Linked DNA regions of Gossypium hirsutum: region 2 is linked to region 1. The links are chromatin contacts, called in public Hi-C maps. All regions are on one chromosome and are shown on one strand. Each heading gives the region's core, a stretch centred on a gene start, on an enhancer-like site or on the middle of the called end of the contact. The rest is flanking DNA. Distances are from core to core; before and after follow the strand shown.

What was found. A called contact is a pair of places that touch in the nucleus more often than the background predicts.
Region 2: a Hi-C map of leaf shows a contact between it and region 1, with 2.5 times the contacts expected there. The contact joins the enhancer-like site here to the promoter of LOC107895249 in region 1. A contact is called at or near these places in 2 of 34 Hi-C or Micro-C datasets (hypocotyl and leaf).

What each region holds. Positions count from the first base shown.
Region 1 is chrA13:97,300,632-97,304,346 of Gossypium_hirsutum_v2.1, forward strand. LOC107895249 (protein SAWADEE HOMEODOMAIN HOMOLOG 2) reads right to left here and starts at 1,539. Exons shown (of 9, transcript XM_016820532.2): 1 at 1,048-1,539; 2 at 576-661; 3 at 426-471; 4 at 171-348; 5 at 1-73. The coding sequence starts at 1,101. LOC107895248 (RNA exonuclease 4) reads right to left here. Exons shown (of 9, transcript XM_016820531.2): 5 at 3,471-3,579; 6 at 3,142-3,230; 7 at 2,988-3,052; 8 at 2,810-2,888; 9 at 1,800-2,244. The coding sequence ends at 2,086.
Region 2 is chrA13:97,443,899-97,447,382 of Gossypium_hirsutum_v2.1, forward strand. No RefSeq gene overlaps it. Among protein-coding and RNA genes, the nearest start is that of LOC107895241, 14 kb to the right of the region's middle. Within about 2 kb of position 1,808, at least 8 of the 9 cell types and tissues checked have an H3K27ac peak or open chromatin away from gene starts, as enhancers often do. A contact at or near this core is called in hypocotyl and leaf, where this site is marked.

The DNA of each region.
Region 1 (3,715 bases), core at 289-2,788:
CATGCACCATCCCTTGAAGATTTAGCTTCAAACTCCATATAAGATTCTGACAAATTCCTTCCTGCACCTGGAACTGAGAGCAGCAAATGAGGACTATAAATCTGAAGTGCGATGATACGGAAGACTTGAAAGGGAAAAAGAACTCTAAAGACAGTCAGAAATTATTCTACCTGTAGAAGCAGGCATTGGAGCAGTCATATGAGGAGGCACGGGAGCTGCAACAGGCTGTGGCACATTTCTCATGGGATTGGAATCATCCCGAGGCATAGATGTAATATTTAGCTTCCCAGGAACCTTATTTGATTTTGCCCTTATCGCATAGCGCCTATTCTGGAACCAGTTCCATATCTACACAAGAAGTTTTCCAAGTGTAATCGGTTGAAAATATTTCCTCCTTAACAAAAAAATAAAATCCAACTTCTTACTTGCTTAAACTGCACAACGATCTTCCCTTTCCGTTCTGCCGACTCACTACATCCAAAGCAAATTTGCTTACAGTTTCTTATAAGAGAAAAAAAAAAAAAAAAGAACTATACATCATGCAACACAATGTTGTTGAGGATACTAATGCATACCTGAACTTATCTGCAAGACTCATAAGGATCTCTCGAACAGGCATCTGATTATGGTGCTCCTGGAGAATAGTCTCCATCTCCGCCACCTTAATGCAGAGATTATGTTACAAATTCATTGTTTAAAGAAATAAACGAAAAAAACTATACTACACTAGAACTTACGAAAGAAAAATCTTGAAACAAAGCCTATGCACTTACAACTACGTTTATTTACCAAAAATATTAAAATTGGATTACTAACACTACCATTAACAAAATAGACTAAATGCTAAACAATCTATCACACAAAAAACTCAACCAATCAAAGCAATCATTAGCAGAAATTTTCAAATAAAAAAAACCCAGAAATTAGTTGACTAAAGCATGCAATCCCACTGACCCATTTGAGATTTCAAACTAAAAATCGAAACCATTACTATGAAACAACACTATAAGCAATATAACTAATTTCTCTTGAAAAGAAAAAGGGTACCTCAGTTTGGGTGAAACGAAAGGCAGGGCCGCCACTACTCGGATGCCGACCCATCTATTCCAACACTCTTGGTCGCGCGGGCTTTTTTCCCTTTTTTTTTCTTCTTTCTAGAAAAATATAAACTTGATATGCTTTTGGGTATTGAAGTATAGTAAGTGCAATTTTTTTTTTTTATGATTATTCTGGAGAGGGACCAGATTTTGTCTTATCAAAGGTTTAGAATTTCTGATAGAACTATGGACAATAGAAAATAAAAAAGAGAAAGCAAATTTGTTTGGGATGGGGGTAGTTTCGACCCTAATTCAGTCGCCAATGCGAGTGAATCCCGTGATTTTTCGGTCTCCTTTTTTACCTTTGTCTTAAAAAGAGAAAGATTTTCATTTTCTTTTCCATTTTACTAATGATATTGGAGTGCTCGGCGATGTCTAAGGGCTGAAAACCAACGGCATATCAGATATATACCTAAAAAACACAATTTGGTTGCAAATCAATTTGCTGAACTTTAGCTAACGTGTTCGCAAGTTTTTTATAAGGCTCCTAATAAAATCTCAAAGGTCTTAAAAGAAAATCAAAGCGAGTGATGTTTTCAAACAATTGACTTAATATAATTTATCTTCTCCTTTTCCGCTCTGGCTTTATGCATCCTATCAACTTATACTTGCAAATTGGATTTGATTATCAAATTCCAAGTGCTAATCACTTAGTAAAATTTTGATACATAGAAAAGTCAATGTAGACATTGTAATGCAAAATTTATGAATAAAGTTATAAATTCATTTTCAGAAAGTAAATGGTAAAAACTAGTGATTGTAATATTTCATTGAATGGGATACATAACCAAGTTTTTTTTTCCATCATACTAAGTTTAACTACAGATGAAGAGGTCGGCCTTTTGTTCTCTGATCACCGTTTGATGCTGCATCATTTGTTTCTTGCAGTCCAGATTTATGGTAAGGATTCTGTAAATCACTCTCCATGAAGGTGATCCTGCTGAAGATTTTGGAACTTCATTTTCGACAATTATGCGACTTGTCACCATTAAGATGCAATCAGAGAATGGTTGATATCAGCCTTTGGTTTCTTTCTCTGCTTGCGTTTCTTCTGCTTTTCTTTGAGCCTTAATTGATCCTTAACGCTTCTTTCCCATTCCTTCCGGTGTTTTGAGTAAAGAAGCATTGCAGCACGAGCATCGTCTACCTGACGAATGACAATACATGTTAGTTTGAAAACGTTGCATTGTTGGTTTAGAGCAAAAATAGGGAAAGCTGTCTCAAAGTTTGCCCCTAAACACATTTGAGCTAAACCAACTCGAATATGTTTCAGAAAAAGACCATAATTCCCTTGATAATTACAAAACAACCCTTTCTAATTAAGTTCTACACAATAAGGATCTTTTGAGAGCTTGGCAGACCAGCAGTGAAGAAACACTTGAGAAGGAACTTTCCAGCCCCAAGTATTCTTCCAAAGAAAACTACCTTCCCTTGTAATGAATAACAGATGACATAACACAATTGTGTCACCTTATTGTCGCGCATTGGCCTTCAAGAATGAAAATGTTTAAAATGAACAAAATTACCACTCTAGTGACAAGCCTGTGACTTTGAGCATCTCAGATTCAGATTAGTAATGTCAACAACCTTCTAATAGACAAGTTTAGAGCATATCAGATCAATCAACCAAGTCTTTTTCTGTAGTTTCAATGTAATTATTTCATGTTTGCTAACAGTTTGGAGAACAAGTATCTAATGAACATTTTACTTACAGGGCAGTGTTCGCCATTCTGGATCTCAACACCTAGAACCTCTGCTGCAAGATGCCGAAGTGCCTTTCTGCGTCCTTCCCTGTTGCAACAACAATCATTGTTATCTGAGGCACCATAGGAGCTGTTTAACACACTCAATTGTCCAGGCAATAATAGCTAAGAGATGAAAGACTAATACTTTAAAAACGGTTGAAACTCTGAGGTGTCCCTCAGGTCCTTCTTAGGATGCGTTAGTAGTAAGGCCTGTAGAAAATAAGCAGTCAAATCAAAATCTCAGTGCCAGTTTTCTACTTCCATACAAACAACAAAACAACAAAGCAAATAAAGAAAACCTTAAGGTCATTGTGCAACGCATGACCGACAAGAATTCTTCCCTTAATCAACTCTGCCACTTTCTTCTGAACAACCCTAAAATCCTTTGCTGCAGAGACAAAAAAAAAATTGCATTAGGCCAAAATTTCTTCTCCAAAGCAGTCAAACCTTCTTGAACAATGGAATGGCAAATGTTTTCAAACTAAAATTGGTTTTTATCATGTAAGAATTATACAAAAACGCATATACTTTGCATATGCAATATATATATAAGCCAATAGCCTTTTTAAGGATATGATGCTCCAGTTTCAGAGAATTCAGGTAACCACCAAAGCAAATTAAAGCCAACCTTTCCTCAAGTCTCTGGGCCGAATGCCACTAATATGTGTGCGGAAGTCAACAACACGTTCTACTGGCCGCACAAACTCATCATATATAACATTTCTCCATTTATTTACCTGTCATTAACTGAAATATTAAGTAATCAATGACCTTAAAAAGAATAATATATCAAACTCAAAATCTCATTAAATGAAAATGTTTAAATTAACCCAAAATGAAATATAATTTTTCTTGTGCATAAATTAAAACTGT
Region 2 (3,484 bases), core at 558-3,057, 140 kb after region 1:
TTAGAAACCGTTGTTTTATAATGTTATATATTTTAAATTTTATATTATTATTTACTTAATTTACGTCTTATAAAAAGGTTATAATTTAGTATAAGTCTTTTTTTAAATTAAGTTTATATAAGTATTTATAATTAAAGCTGCGTACTATTTGACTATGAACCTTAATATTATAAGGTTAATGCTAATTATGCAAATAAATTTCATATTTTTACACCATAGCATGGGGTATGATACCATTTGAAAGAATGGTGTCAGACACATGCACAATAGATATCTCGGTAACTCTTTAATTTAAAACATTCAAGGCTTTGAAATGTGGTGAAGAAGATATTTGTTGTTTTAAAAAAATATTCTCATATTAACAATATTGCCTTAATGTAGCATAAAAACCAAAATTGGATCGTGCTAACATGTTGCATATTTCATAGCTTCGGTTATAGGTGGAATTGAGATGATCCATATTTCGTAGAGTATATGGAAGAATGAAATTTTAATAATCTTAATGATGCTGATTCAAATTCAGATGATGATGAATTTGATCAATGACCAATAGATGATAAAGAGTATATGTTTAATATTAAGGAGGGAATAACCCAAAAAAATATGCACTAGAACAATTAGATAAAATTGTATATGATGTTTATTTTTCTTGCTATTTTTATTAGTAATCATATTATCAATTACTTTTTTTGACTAACATAATATATATCATAATTTAATTTTAATTTTTGGTACTTATTTAAAAATTATTTTTATCATACTAATATTTTTTTATGGCAATTAATATTTTTAAAAAAAATATAAATTATGTAATTGTGTAATTATAAATTGTATTACCAACCATAACATAAAAAATTATAATATAATTACACTATGACAACCAAACACTCTAGAAAATTATAATTCTTTGTAATTACAAGTGTGTAATTATTACCATAATAAACTCTGTACTATTCAAATAGAAATTGAATAAAAAATTTTGAAATTTAATAACTATTTTAAATTTTGAATCACAATTTAAAAAGGTGAGGTACAACCAACCTTTAAAAAACAATTTCAAGAGGGTGATGATGATGAAGCTTGTGCTACTGAAGACCAAATCACTAAGAAGGTGCGTTTTAAGGATAAGAATACAGATCTAGACGTAGTAGTCGATATGGATTTGACTCCTAAACCAACTTTATTTTGGAAAGAGAGGCTAATGGGAAAAGGCCTTACTGATTCGAAAATGGTGGCAGGAAATACAAAATTGGATGTGGATGACGATTTTGATTTTTACGAAGGGGATATCAAGAGGTTGACTGTTAATGGCATTCCGTCAATTGAATTTTCGAAAAGGGTACACCAACTTCTCATTAAAGACATGTCTACTACGATGGTGCTAAAATTCCTGGGCAAAACATAGGGTATGCAACTCTACAAAATAGGGTTTACAACCTTTGGAGGCCTTCTTTGCCATTGCAGCTGATGGACATTGAGAATGAATATTTTCTGGCGAAATTTCAAAGTAAAGAAGATTCCGAAAACATCCTTTCTCAAAGTGCCTAGGTCATCTATGGACAATATCTGACGGTGCAACCTTAGACTATGGATTTTAATCCTGTGCAACCTTACCCTAGCATTTTGATGTGTTGGATTAAATTACTAGGCCTATCGGGATACATGTGTAAGAGAAAGGTTCTTTGGGAGATAGGATAAATGGTGGGGAAGGTTGCCAAATTGGATTTTAATATGGATAATAGAGCGAGGGGTCACTTTGCCCGTATGGCAGTATACATTTAGTTGGATAAACCGTTGATCTCTCAGGTCTTGATCAATGGCATCCCACAACGTGTAAAGTATGAGTCCTTATCGATAATTTACTTTTCTTGTGGGCGGTATGGACACGTGAAGGAATTTTGCCCAAAGGCTGATGGAGTTATGTCGCATTCATAGGTTAATAATTTACCATCCGATACACTGAGGGTGGAAGCTAAGCATGGTGGAAGCAAGTAGGGATTATGGGCCTTGGATGTTGGTTGAGAGAAAATCCAATTTCCCAAAAGATGGGATTGGAAAACCATGCAAGAAAAACTGGTAGATCCCGATTTAGTGCGCTGATGGATTTAGATAAGAAATGTTTTAGTTTCCCAAAAGAGGGTTATAATGTTTTAATTTCTAAGAAATTATTGGGATCCCGTAATAAAAGGAAAGAAATTATGGGCGGTGAAATCCAAGATGATTTAATTATTAATGGAAGAATAGATCATGGGTTATTGAGGGAGAAAATTGGGCAAAATAATAACATAGCCTAAGGAAAGTGGTCTGGGGTTATGGGTACAAGTGAGGAAGCGACTATAGTAGAAAGCATATTAGAATTAGAGGAGGCTAAAAAAATTGAAAGGCGAACAGGCAGCTGGTGCAAGGAAATGGCCTGGCCTAAAAAAAATGCGCTGAAGGTAGCAATAAAGGCGAGTTTGTCTATTTTGTCCAAGGCTACATGGGCTCAGATTTGTTAGGTCAGGCTATGGAGGCCCAAGTGCATATGGATCAATCTAGTCTTGTTTCTGAAGCTGCACTATTACCTGTTGTCTCTTCCAATGAAGCTGCTACTATAGTTGGAACAATCATGGGTGTTGAAACCCAATGTGCAACCACATCCCATTTTAACCTGACATTCGAAAGACTGATGGAGTTTGGAATTCTGATGAGTGACGGTAGTTTGGATCCCGAGAAGCATTCATCAGTCACTTTTAAGGAAAACTTTTCCCGAAATTATGTATGCACAGTGAGGGAGGAAAGTGGTTCGCTTTAGGTAATGACAATTCTAGTGTTAAAGGGCAAAGTGCTAGTAAGAAGAATGGTTTCGATAGGGTGGGAAGAAAATTAACAAAGGTCAAGGGAGTCGGTTTAATACGACCAGAAGCTCTCGAGTTCCTTTATATGATTCAATAAATTCCTTAGTTGAGCTTATTTCCTCTCAACTTGAAATTAAAGCTAGTAAGGGAAACCTGAATAAGACAGAAGAACAGTTGGAAGTCACGGAAGTGTTCGGGCAATAAAAGTTGTTTCTTTTTCTCTATCTACTATAAATATGAATTTATCTATTTTTTCTTGAAACTACCATGGATGTGCTAGCTTTAAATTTTCCTATATTTTACGAGAATATAATTTGGAGTATAAACCAAACATTGTTAGTCTACTTGAACTGAGAGCTAGTGGCACCAAAGTAGATGCAAATGTTGCTAAGTTGGGATTTCAGTGTTCCCATAGCATAGAAGTGTTGGATATTCTAGGGGTATTTGGATTGGTTGAAAGGATTCGATTCCAATCAAGGTGGTTCGGAATCATCCACAATTTATTCTGATTCGGGTTTTAAGTAACATTCCATCAAAGTCTGTTTTCATAGTTTTTGTTTATGGTAGCCCTGATAGACAGAAGCGTAAGTTCCTTTGGGATACTTTGAAATCGTCTATTCCTTCGATATCATTTCCTTGGATGGCTA